Linked DNA regions of Capsicum annuum: region 1 is linked to region 2. Evidence: chromatin contacts called from public Hi-C data. All regions are on one chromosome and are shown on one strand. The core of a region is the stretch at or near the end of the contact, and the rest is flanking DNA. Distances in the headings are between cores, read along the strand shown.

Region 1 (5,370 bases), core at 2,753-5,252, 140 kb after region 2:
TAATTGGTTTTCTTTATAAACCCTTGTGCTATTTTAAGGTGGATTTTATAAGGGTTCTGAGCCTAAGTATGGGATTAGTATTTAGCACCGAGTTGGGTATGATTCCAAGGTCTCATGCCCCAAACTACGTGCCATCATAGGTTTCTAATTTGCCCATAATGGACTAAGATAGTGATCACTAAAGTTAAGGTTCTATTCTGATGGCAAGGGTAGAACATCTCTCCTCAACGTGAGAAAGACGTTGGAATCCATGTAAGCTCACATTGTTTATGTTGGTTAGAAGAAACTCCCAAAGTTCTATAATCCCTAAGTTTCAAAAGAAGTCCCATATTCTCCTTAAGATGAATGTATATGTTTTGAAAACTATTGTTTTAAGATTTCCCAAGTTTCCAGAGTCTCCAAGTCTCCAAAGTTTTATAGTCCTAAAGTTCCCAAGTCCTTGTATTCCCAAAGTCGTATCCTCCTCAAGATAAAAGCATAAGTTTTGAAAGTTATTGTTTTAAGATTCCTTTTGCTTACAAGCTTTGAGAATAAGAGGAGAATACAGATTTTAGAAATAAGTATAATGACTCATTAGATTTATGCTACATGTTTCATTATTCATGATTTATGAGATATAGATTTCAGATTTATTCAAGCTTTGTGAGTCATTTATATCAGCATGCATGGTTTTATAAAGAGTAATGATATTGTTGACTTAATGCATACACCCTCATATACTCAGTACATCCTTAAAGTACTGATCCACATATATGTCTATGTGCTACATTATCTCATAATGTAGATACAAGATCTAGTAAGCACATTTAGACTCAGACAGTTGCAGATTCCAGCCAGCAAGGTGATGAGTCCTCCTACTTCGGGGACTTCAGTTGTATTTATTTATGTTGTGTCTTTTCTTATTCATATGTATTGATTAGCAATAGTTGGAGTAGCTTCCCAACTATTTATAGTCAGCATAGTAGAGGCTTCACAGATGTCAGTTAGAGTCAGTATTGTAATTTCAGTCCCTCTCTTCAGACTTTATTAGAATGTAAAAGTGGTATCAGTATTGTGTTTTATAGATTTCAGCATTTCTCTATGTTTTTGCGCAGTTAACTCCGTCATTTATTCATATTTAATCAGTTGCTTAGTAGTATGCCATTAGAAGGATTAGCTTGAGATCACTTGTGGTCCTAAGCACCGTGTGACGTCTCGGAACAGATTTTCGGGGCGTTACAAGTTGGAATTTCCTGAATAACGTAATTCAATCCCTAAAAACAAAAAAAAAATAAAAAAATTATTTGAGATGCAACAAGTTTACTCTAAGACAATACAATATTTACAAAATTACTAAGAACATAATACATTAAATATAAGATTATACAAATGTATCTTTAATCTCTACAACATGTATCTCAGCGTGAAAAAATGTATCATGTGTAATTCTACTTCCAATACCATTTAAATAACACAAGAAACATATCAAAGCATTAACAGTAACCCACAGATACAAGTTAATACAACATGTATCTTAGAAATAAAAACATGTATCTATTATATTTAGACTTTAAGTAAAATTGAACAAAACTAGATACAAATCAAAGCATTAATAATCACTCACAGATACACGTCCACTTAACATGTATCTATGTACTTATGAACTTGTATCTTTTGTTATATTAATTTCAATAAAACATAAAACACATAAGATACAAATAACTAAGCAACAAAAAACCAGATAAACAATGAAATTCTAAACATATCATGCAACCCAAAATATGTATCTCGGCCTAACATTCAATAGATCTGAACATGCAATTACCTTGTAAAGTTCATCTCTGGAAATTGCTTCAACAATTCTTCTTTTCTTGGCGGGAGCTTTACTTTCAGGACTGTTGGATCCCCTTTTCTTAGAACCACTTTATTTTTTCTTGTCCTTCTTAGAATGCTTTTACCGCAACTTCTTCATAATTTGGGGATTGTTTCTATGCTTTGATCTATTTTCATCAAAGCCAACAAATTCATAATCAAAATTTTTGGGAACGGAGTTAACAACTTCATGAGATTCTTTGATACTTTCTAATTGAGAAACCCCAAGACTAAAGAAGGTGTCCAATCTCTATTCATAATGGCAATTCAAACAATGAAGCCTAAAAAATAATTAATCGAAGAAATCAAATCACCCAAATTTTACTTTGTAAACTTAGGTGCAAAATAAAATTTTTGAAAAAAAAATGTAAAAACGATTAGAAGAAATTGAAGCGGATTTTAGGGAGGGAAATTACCTTTCTTTAAAGTTTTGAATTGAATGAAGAAGTTGGATAGAAACCGCTCCACAAATTACGACGTACAGAGAGGGAGAAGTGGGTTATTTTTGGTAAAGAATCGGCTTTGTAGTTGGGTGTTTTAACTTGTATCTCAACTTTACCAAAAATTATGAAATGTTGGGATTTAAGTAATTTTTTAGAAGTAGGGGGATTTTTAGAAGTTTAGAAACTTATGTTGTATATTTTGGTAATTTTTCCATATATATTTTCTATAGACTCTAAACTAGTATATATTTAATGTGTACATGTGTATATGCTTTCTAAAATTGTATATATAAAGTGTATATATGTTGTATGTATATTGTTTCAAGTAGTATTTTAAGTAGTATATATATTATATTGTACGTATATATGTGTATATATTTTCTATAGACTCTAAACTAGTATATATTTAATGTATACATGTGTATATGTTTTCTAAAGTAGTATGCATTTAGTGTATATATGTTGCATGTATATTATTTCAAGTAGTATTTTAAGTAGTATATATATTATATTGTACGTATATATGTGTATATATCTTTTTTAGACTCCAAACTAGTATTTATTTAATGTATACATGTGTATACATTTAGTGTATATGTGTTGTATGTATATTGTTTAACATATTTAAAATGTATATGGGTGTGTATATATAGTATATATTGAAAAAAACACGTAAATTCTAATTATTTTTGTACATTTTGACCGTTCAAAACCGGATTCACCCTAAGTGGGCTGGTCCGGTCAATTTCAACATATTTTACTGTTTGGGCCCGAAGTGAACCAGCTCGTTAAGAATGACCCGATACCGGACCGTCCCAGGAACTAGTAAAAAGAAGTGAGTTGGTGTCGGTTTGAACCAAACCGGCCCAGTTGACGCTCTTAATTGAAACCAATAATTTGAATTGAATAAAAAAACTATTAATTTATACTTTATTGATGATTGGTTTTGGTTTAGCAGGTTTGATAATAGTTCTTATTTTTATATTGAATTATTGGTTCTTAATGGTTTGAAGTTTTTTCTTAACGGATTAATCGACAATTCAATAGTAAATTAATAAATTATATTTATACCATTTAATCTATCAAGTTTTGACTTTGGGTTTAGTTTTATACTGTCATTTCTGTCTATCTCAATCGAGCAGGAATATGCAATATCCCAACTTATGAGCGCAGTTCATTTGGTTCTCACCTCGTTTCCAAGTGATTTTTCATGATTTTTAAATTTTAAGGTGTGAAATCTTACAAGTTAAATCGACAAACGAACTGATAAAGATCAATAATCGATAAACAAATAATCAATATAATGATTTAATATGTCTACAGATAAATCTTGAAAACCCCTATAAAATCGTCCAAAATCAAGCTCTCAAAGGTGAAATATTGTGAAAATAGGATTTTTGTCGAGAAGGGGACCTAAATTTGTCCAGGTAAGTAATGACCTTTGCAAACGCGAACCCCTGACCACGAATGCAAAGGTCAACCCAACTCAAATTCTGCCATCACAGACAAAACATCACGAATGCGATGAAGAAACGAACTCGACTCATGAGTTACTCGTTGCAATTGCGGTACCCACCATCGCAATCACGCAAATGTGACATGATTGTAAAATATTAAAAGTTAAATCAATATTTCAGCTAATAACTATTAATAATCAATAAGCAAATAATCAATATAAGAATTTAATACATGTACAAGTCGATAACCAATAAACTTCAAATCTAACCGCGGAAGGAAGGTACATATAGTAGAACAAAGGTTTTATCCATATCCAACGAGTAATCCCTATTGGTTACCCCTTCAAAAAATCCACAACCATTATTACATCTACCGGTATCTATAAATAGCAACTTATATACAACTCCAATTTCACCCAAATTACTGTACTTCACTCCCATCACAAAAATCTCAACTTTCACGTCAAGAACCACAAACCCCACTTCAAATCTTGAAATTTTCTTATCTGGGTCGTTCTTGATTTTGTAATTGAACTCGAAATGAGGAAGAGAGAAAGGGAAAACCCATGTGGGATTTGTGGGCATTATCACAAATATGAAGAAGGTGAAGTGTGTGGGATCTGTGGACATAGAATGCCTGATGTATCTGATAAGGGTAGTACTATACAAGTCAGTGCTTTCCCTTCTGAGATCTTGCCAGAGTTTCTTTATTTGGGGAGTTATGATAATGCTTCTCGTGCTGAACTTCTCAAGACTCTTGGGATTTCAAGGATTCTCAATGTTTGTAATCTTTTCTTATCTTTTGTTGTTTCTTGATTTTATCTGTTTGTTATTGTTGGTTTGATCGTTTGTGTTTTCTTGGATTGACCCCCTGACTCCTCTTTGCGGGATTACCCTGGCTATAAAAAAAGGGCAGCCCGGTGCACTAAGCTACCGCTACCCTGGCTATGTTGTTGTTTTTTCTTAGATTCTTGAAATAGAATTAAGTAGAATGGAATTTGTCAAGAAGATTAATTTAGTCAATTTTCCGCGACTAAGTTTTTTTTTTTAAGATTTTGGAGTGAAATGTACCTAATGGATGGAAAAGATTCATGCAAAAGACCGAAATGAATGAAAAAGGTTCATATAAAAGACCCCAACTATTTCATTTGGAAAGAAATAGAACTAAATAGACTGTATGGGTTAATAGGATTAATCTAATCTGCCATGACTAAGTTGGGTTTTTGAGGCATAGTTGATTGATTGAGTTTTGTTTGGAGTGAAATTGACCTAAATGTAGATGAATGAATGAAACAGATTCATATACATGACCCCAACTATTTCATTTGGAAAGAAATAGAACTAAATAGAATTTCTGTTTTCGTTTGTATCTTATTGGGTTCTTGCAAATAGTTGATTTTGAAAAAAAAAAGGAATAAATAGAGCGGAATGGGTCAAAGAGAACTAAAATAGTCTACCCTATTTAATTTGGTTTTGAGGTATAGCCGATTGATTGAGTTGTTTTTGGAATGAAGTGAACCTAAATGTGGCCGAATAAATGAAAAAGATTCATATAAAAGACCCCAACTATTGCTTTAGGAAAGAAATTGAACTAAATAAAGCGAATGGGTCAAGAGGAT
Region 2 (5,234 bases), core at 1,697-4,196:
CAAAGCCTGAAATATGACATCTTGTCACTCACTCAGCTGAACAAAATTCTATAGCATGATGAAAATTTCAAAAGATTTCATGTATAAAATAACTGCCACTCACAGAGACACTAAACATTTTTTTTCTTTAAAAAAAAAGAAACTCGGAACCATGACTTATTTCTGGTTATATTTCATAAAGAACTATGCACAAGCTCATATTGACAATATATATAGTCATCACTCAGCTGTATAATGCATATCATTTTGTGCAAAAAAATTTATACTAAACAAGGAAATACTGATCAGAAAAGTGGAAACAATTTCAAGAATTTTACTTATCATTTGACTATAACTTTAACAAAGAAGTAAATAAAAAGATGTATTTCAGAATGGTAGTACATGCAAACCTTTAAAGTTGCTAAGATGTATTCTTTTGAGATGTGCCATCAGCATAACTAATTTAGGGCTACAACTCCTTCAAGTCAGATTCTGAAGGAGGATCCTAATTCCAAGAGTGCGAATTGTTAAATGATTTTTCGATATTTATCAAGCTAACAACCTATAAATAAAGCATCATGTTGGATGTTTTACCAGAACAATCAGCAATAGCATAAAAATTAAAAGGACAAACAAATCTGTCAAAACAAACAGCTCGAAAAAAGAAGAAAAAATCAAAATCCCTATCCAGAATCCAAGCAGATAGCAAGTCCAACAGCTATTTAGTAAAAGCACGAACTACAGCAGCAATTAACAGAAAAAACCTCAAGAATGGATGCTGCTTCCAATTTTAGGTAGGAATGCTCTTCAGAGAATGGATACAAAAGTCTTGAACTTTTATTAGTAGGCACAATGAGGCGCATTGTATCATCTCTGACATTGGTGAGATTCAGCAATTCATCTCCCAGTGATTTGAGAGTAGCAGTTGGATTCATCTCCAGACTAAACTTCTTCCCTCTCCATATAACAGATAATTGACATGTCTCCTGGTGCTCCATGGATTTTTTTATCTAATAATAGCATACAAAATTAAGCCATCATCAAACACACAAATTTTAGCAAGTCTTAGTCTTAGATAAGAGAACCACAGGTATCAACCAATTAGTGTATCTTTTAAACTAACTATTTTCTCTTTTGATAAATCGCATTATGAGCCCTCTCGCACAAACAGTATTTAGAACCCTATCTATAGAAGCTAGAAGAAGTTTTGGTTTCATATAGATAAAGAAATGAAAATATTGGGGGTCACGGTCTATGCTAGATTCTTTTTCTTTGATAAAATGAATCTGCATTTTTTTGGCATGTAAACTAAAATCTAGTAAGCTAAGGATAATCATAAGGAATGAAGGTAAGTTGTCAACCAAATGCTTTGGAACACCGGAATCCAGGTTTTATGCTGAACCTTAATTCAAGTCACCTTCTGAACTTTTTTTTTTTTTTTTAAGTAAAGATTTTTTTAAAAAAACTTATACCAAGCTGGTTCAGAAGGAAATACAATACAAAACTACAACACTCCCACCAGTTATATTACATGTTTCCACTTCCCCCCTAAAAGTTAAGAAAATTCCAATACCGATCCATCGGACCTAGAGTACTGCTATAACAACTTTTCAGTTAGGAAGAAACTGAAAATCAGCCGCTCAATAGCGACAGGAGCATCCCTATCAATATGATCAAGTAAAAGTTCAGTTTTCTCCTTCAATGAGTGGAACAATCTTTTCATATAATTCAGTTTGAAATCACATCTCACCAATACTTTTACTTTAAACCTCCTATATAAGTTCACGTCCTAGATAAGCTCAAACTTCGTTATCCTATCAAATCACCACTCACCAACACTTCTACTTTAAACCTCCTATATAAGGTCATGTTCTAGCATGGATGGAGCCACCTATATTAAAGGATGGTCAGGTGCACATCTTAGACTAAATTTTAGTTACTATGAGTGTGTATTTAATTTTGCACATCCTTAATGCATCTGAGAAGAAAATTTGCATACTCTTCGACAAATTCCTGGCAGTTCCAGATAAGCTCAAACTTCGTAATATCATGTCAAATCACATCTCATCAATACTTTTACTTTAAACCTCCTAAATAAGGTCACATCCTCAATAAGCTTCGCATACTCTTCGACAAATTCCTGGCAGTTCCAGATAAGCTCAAACTTCGTAATATCATGTCAAATCACATCTCATCATTACTTTTACTTTAAACCTCCTAAACAAGGTCACATCCTCAATAAGCTCAAACTTCGTCATATCCTATCAAATCACCTCTCACCAACACTTCTACTTTAAACCTCCTATATAAGGTCAAACTTCATCATATTCTGTCAAATCACTTCTCACCTATATTTCTACTTTAAACCTCCTATATAAGGCCACGTCCTCAATAATCTCAAACTTTGTCATATCCTGTCAAATCACCTCTCACCAACACTTTTACTTCAAACCTCCTATATAAGGTCAAACTCCATCATTTCCTGTCAAATCACCTCTCACCTATATTTCTAGTTTAAACCTTCTATAGAAGATCGCGTCCTCGATGAGCTCAAACTACAGCATGTTCCCAATACTTCCTTCTACTTTATTTCCAGTATACGAATGACTAATCATAATTTAAATATTATTACTATAAACCTCAAAATTCCCAAACATAAAGCAAATATGTTCCTAAATAAATTAATTCAATAAATTATTAACTGCAAATTTACATAGAGAATTGAGAAAATCCTTACCTTTCTGATAATGATTGGTGATTTATGAGAATTATTGATGGCAAAAATTCTGTAAAATGAAAGTTAATTTTTCAAATTGGGGAAAATCGAAAGAAAAAGGGGTGCGAAGAATAAGTAGGTGGTACAATTTAGAAATTTATGCAGAAATGATTTTAACGTGAGCGGTGGGTGTTGTTTAGCTACGTAAGTGCTGGCGTAAATTCACGCGCGAAACATCTAGAAGTGACGGCTTTGTTAGATTTAAAAGCAACACTAATTTATATTTATAATTAAACACAACACTAACTTTAACTTAAATATGTTATTATTTTCACGATCCATTGAGGTCTGATTTTCTGTATGATTAAATATATGATTTCTCACTTTAATTTGTGCTTCATTTGTTTTAGCTTATGTAACTTTATAAGAGTACTAAGGTCAAATTAATTATTATTTTTTATGTAAATTTAAATAAAAAAAAAATTATATTTAGAATTATATAAAATAAAGGCTTAAATCATCCCTCAGAAAATTTACTTAAACTTGAGACTTGTACCTATCAAACATCTTAAATACTAAAATTGATAGCTATCAAACACAAAATGCTGATTTGACAAAGAGAGTGTGTTACACTTTCATTGGGTGCGTGAATAAGAAAAAAAAATATTTTATTTTTTTTAATTAAAAAATTTATATTTAAATTATTTTATTAATATAATTTTCAATTAATAATAATTTTTAAATTTTTTTTTTTATAAAATGCCCCAGCCTCCTTCCTCCCTCCTTCCTTCCCCATGTTTTCTTCTTCTAAGTGAACAAACACTGTTCTTTGAGCAACAAAATGAAAAAACTCCATTAATATAAAATCAGCAACTCTAACAATAAAATTACTAATCAATAAGATCAAAGATGTGAAAAAAAATTCTTTCTTCTTTTACAAAATCAATTTATTTATTCTTCTTCTTGGCGCATAGAACTTAACCATGGAGTCGACCTTCATTTGTTTATGATTTTTTTTTCAGTTAACCTGATAAAATATTTTGATGACTAAATTATCTTTTCACTGTTGTTACTTCTTATGTGCTGTGCTGAGAGAGAGAAAAAAAGAAGGATTCAAGACATGATCGAATATCTTTGTTTAGAAACCAACTCTTGTCTAGATATAGAATTCACAGGAGTTATTCCGGGTGCCTTAGACCCAAACTAAACTGATTTGATCTATGACTTAAAGTGATGGGGGGTGGGGGTGGGGGTGGGGGTGGTGAAGACGACTGGTGGTCGTGGGGTGATGAAGACGGATTGGCGGGTGGGGAGTGTTTTTTTTTTTTTTTTTTAATTAAAAAATTATTATTAAATGATAATTAAATAGAAAATGGACAAATCAGCATTTTCATAATATAATTTTTTTTTTCTTATTATGTGTTTTTTTCTAATTATCAGTTTTGTCATATCAGCTCGTGTATGTTGTACACACTTGAGTTTTAAGCGGATAGGTCAAAAACAGCTTGATAGGATCAAATTTTGGAGGTTTAGGGGTTTGGGTATAAGTGAATTTTTGAAACAAGTTTGAGAATCTGACAATGATTAAGCCTAAAATAAAATATTTGTGGTCAAAGAAAACATTATTTGACTTTCTACATACCACCATTAATAGATAAAATAATTTCTTCCACTTTTAAATTTCAAACGATACGATTAGGAGTTAGTATATTAAAATTTTAAGTCAGTTCTATAAATTGCTCTCCATTTCTAAGTGTATAGCATCCACAGTAGTTTCATTTATATTGCCTATCAAATAAAAGACATGTTCAAGAAATCATCTAATTCTCCAAAAAGAATCAATTGAAATCATAGATTATTTTTGCTAGATCAATATGTTTTTTTTGGAGAATTAATAAATATTTCTGCTATAAAAAAAAATTAATAAAAAACACTCGATTTTTTAATTAGGACACATAAATTAAAATAAGATAAGTAACTGGGGGTTGTTTGATTAGAAAAAGTTATCTTAAGATTGTACTAATGAGTTATAATACAAAAATTAAATAATGACAAAATTCCTCAACTGATATAATTTTATTAATAGATATTTGAATCGAACTAAAAATAAAGTGTACTCCATAATGTATGATATAACCACATTGTGGGGATTGTTTGAGTAGAAAAAAGCTATCTCAAAATTATACTAATGAATTGTAATACGAAAATTAAATAGTAACAAAATTACTCAGCTAATATAATTTTATTAATAGATGTTTGAATCGAACTAAAAATAAAGAGTACTCCATAAAATATGATATAACCACGCTGTGTTTGTTTTCAACTGGTTTAATTGAGATACACTTTCATTTTCAATCTCAACCTTATCTTTTAAAAAAATAAAATATTGAAGTTGGCAAATCCATTTTAGTGCTTTATACCAAATTAAATAATTTTAAAATTATTATTTCACGTATATAAAAATAAGAAAAAATACTTTATTTTCATCTTGAACTATACGTGAAAAGGTTGAGATACACCTAATTTTAGGAGAGTCCTA

Evidence for each region. Hi-C and Micro-C count contacts between places; a contact is called where the count stands out from the background.
Region 1: a contact with region 2 is called in a Hi-C map of leaf, with 2.5 times the contacts expected there. The contact joins the promoter of LOC107842157 here to the promoter of LOC107842171 in region 2. A contact is called at or near these places in 3 of 5 Hi-C or Micro-C datasets (leaf, pericarp and placenta).

What each region holds. Positions count from the first base shown.
Region 1 is chr9:202,336,007-202,341,376 of UCD10Xv1.1, forward strand. LOC107842157 (protein-tyrosine-phosphatase IBR5) reads left to right here and starts at 4,003. Exons shown (of 5, transcript XM_016685916.2): 1 at 4,003-4,531. The coding sequence starts at 4,292.
Region 2 is chr9:202,198,756-202,203,989 of UCD10Xv1.1, forward strand. LOC107842171 reads right to left here and starts at 2,947. Exons shown (of 11, transcript XM_016685924.2): 1 at 2,717-2,947; 2 at 744-989. The coding sequence starts at 977.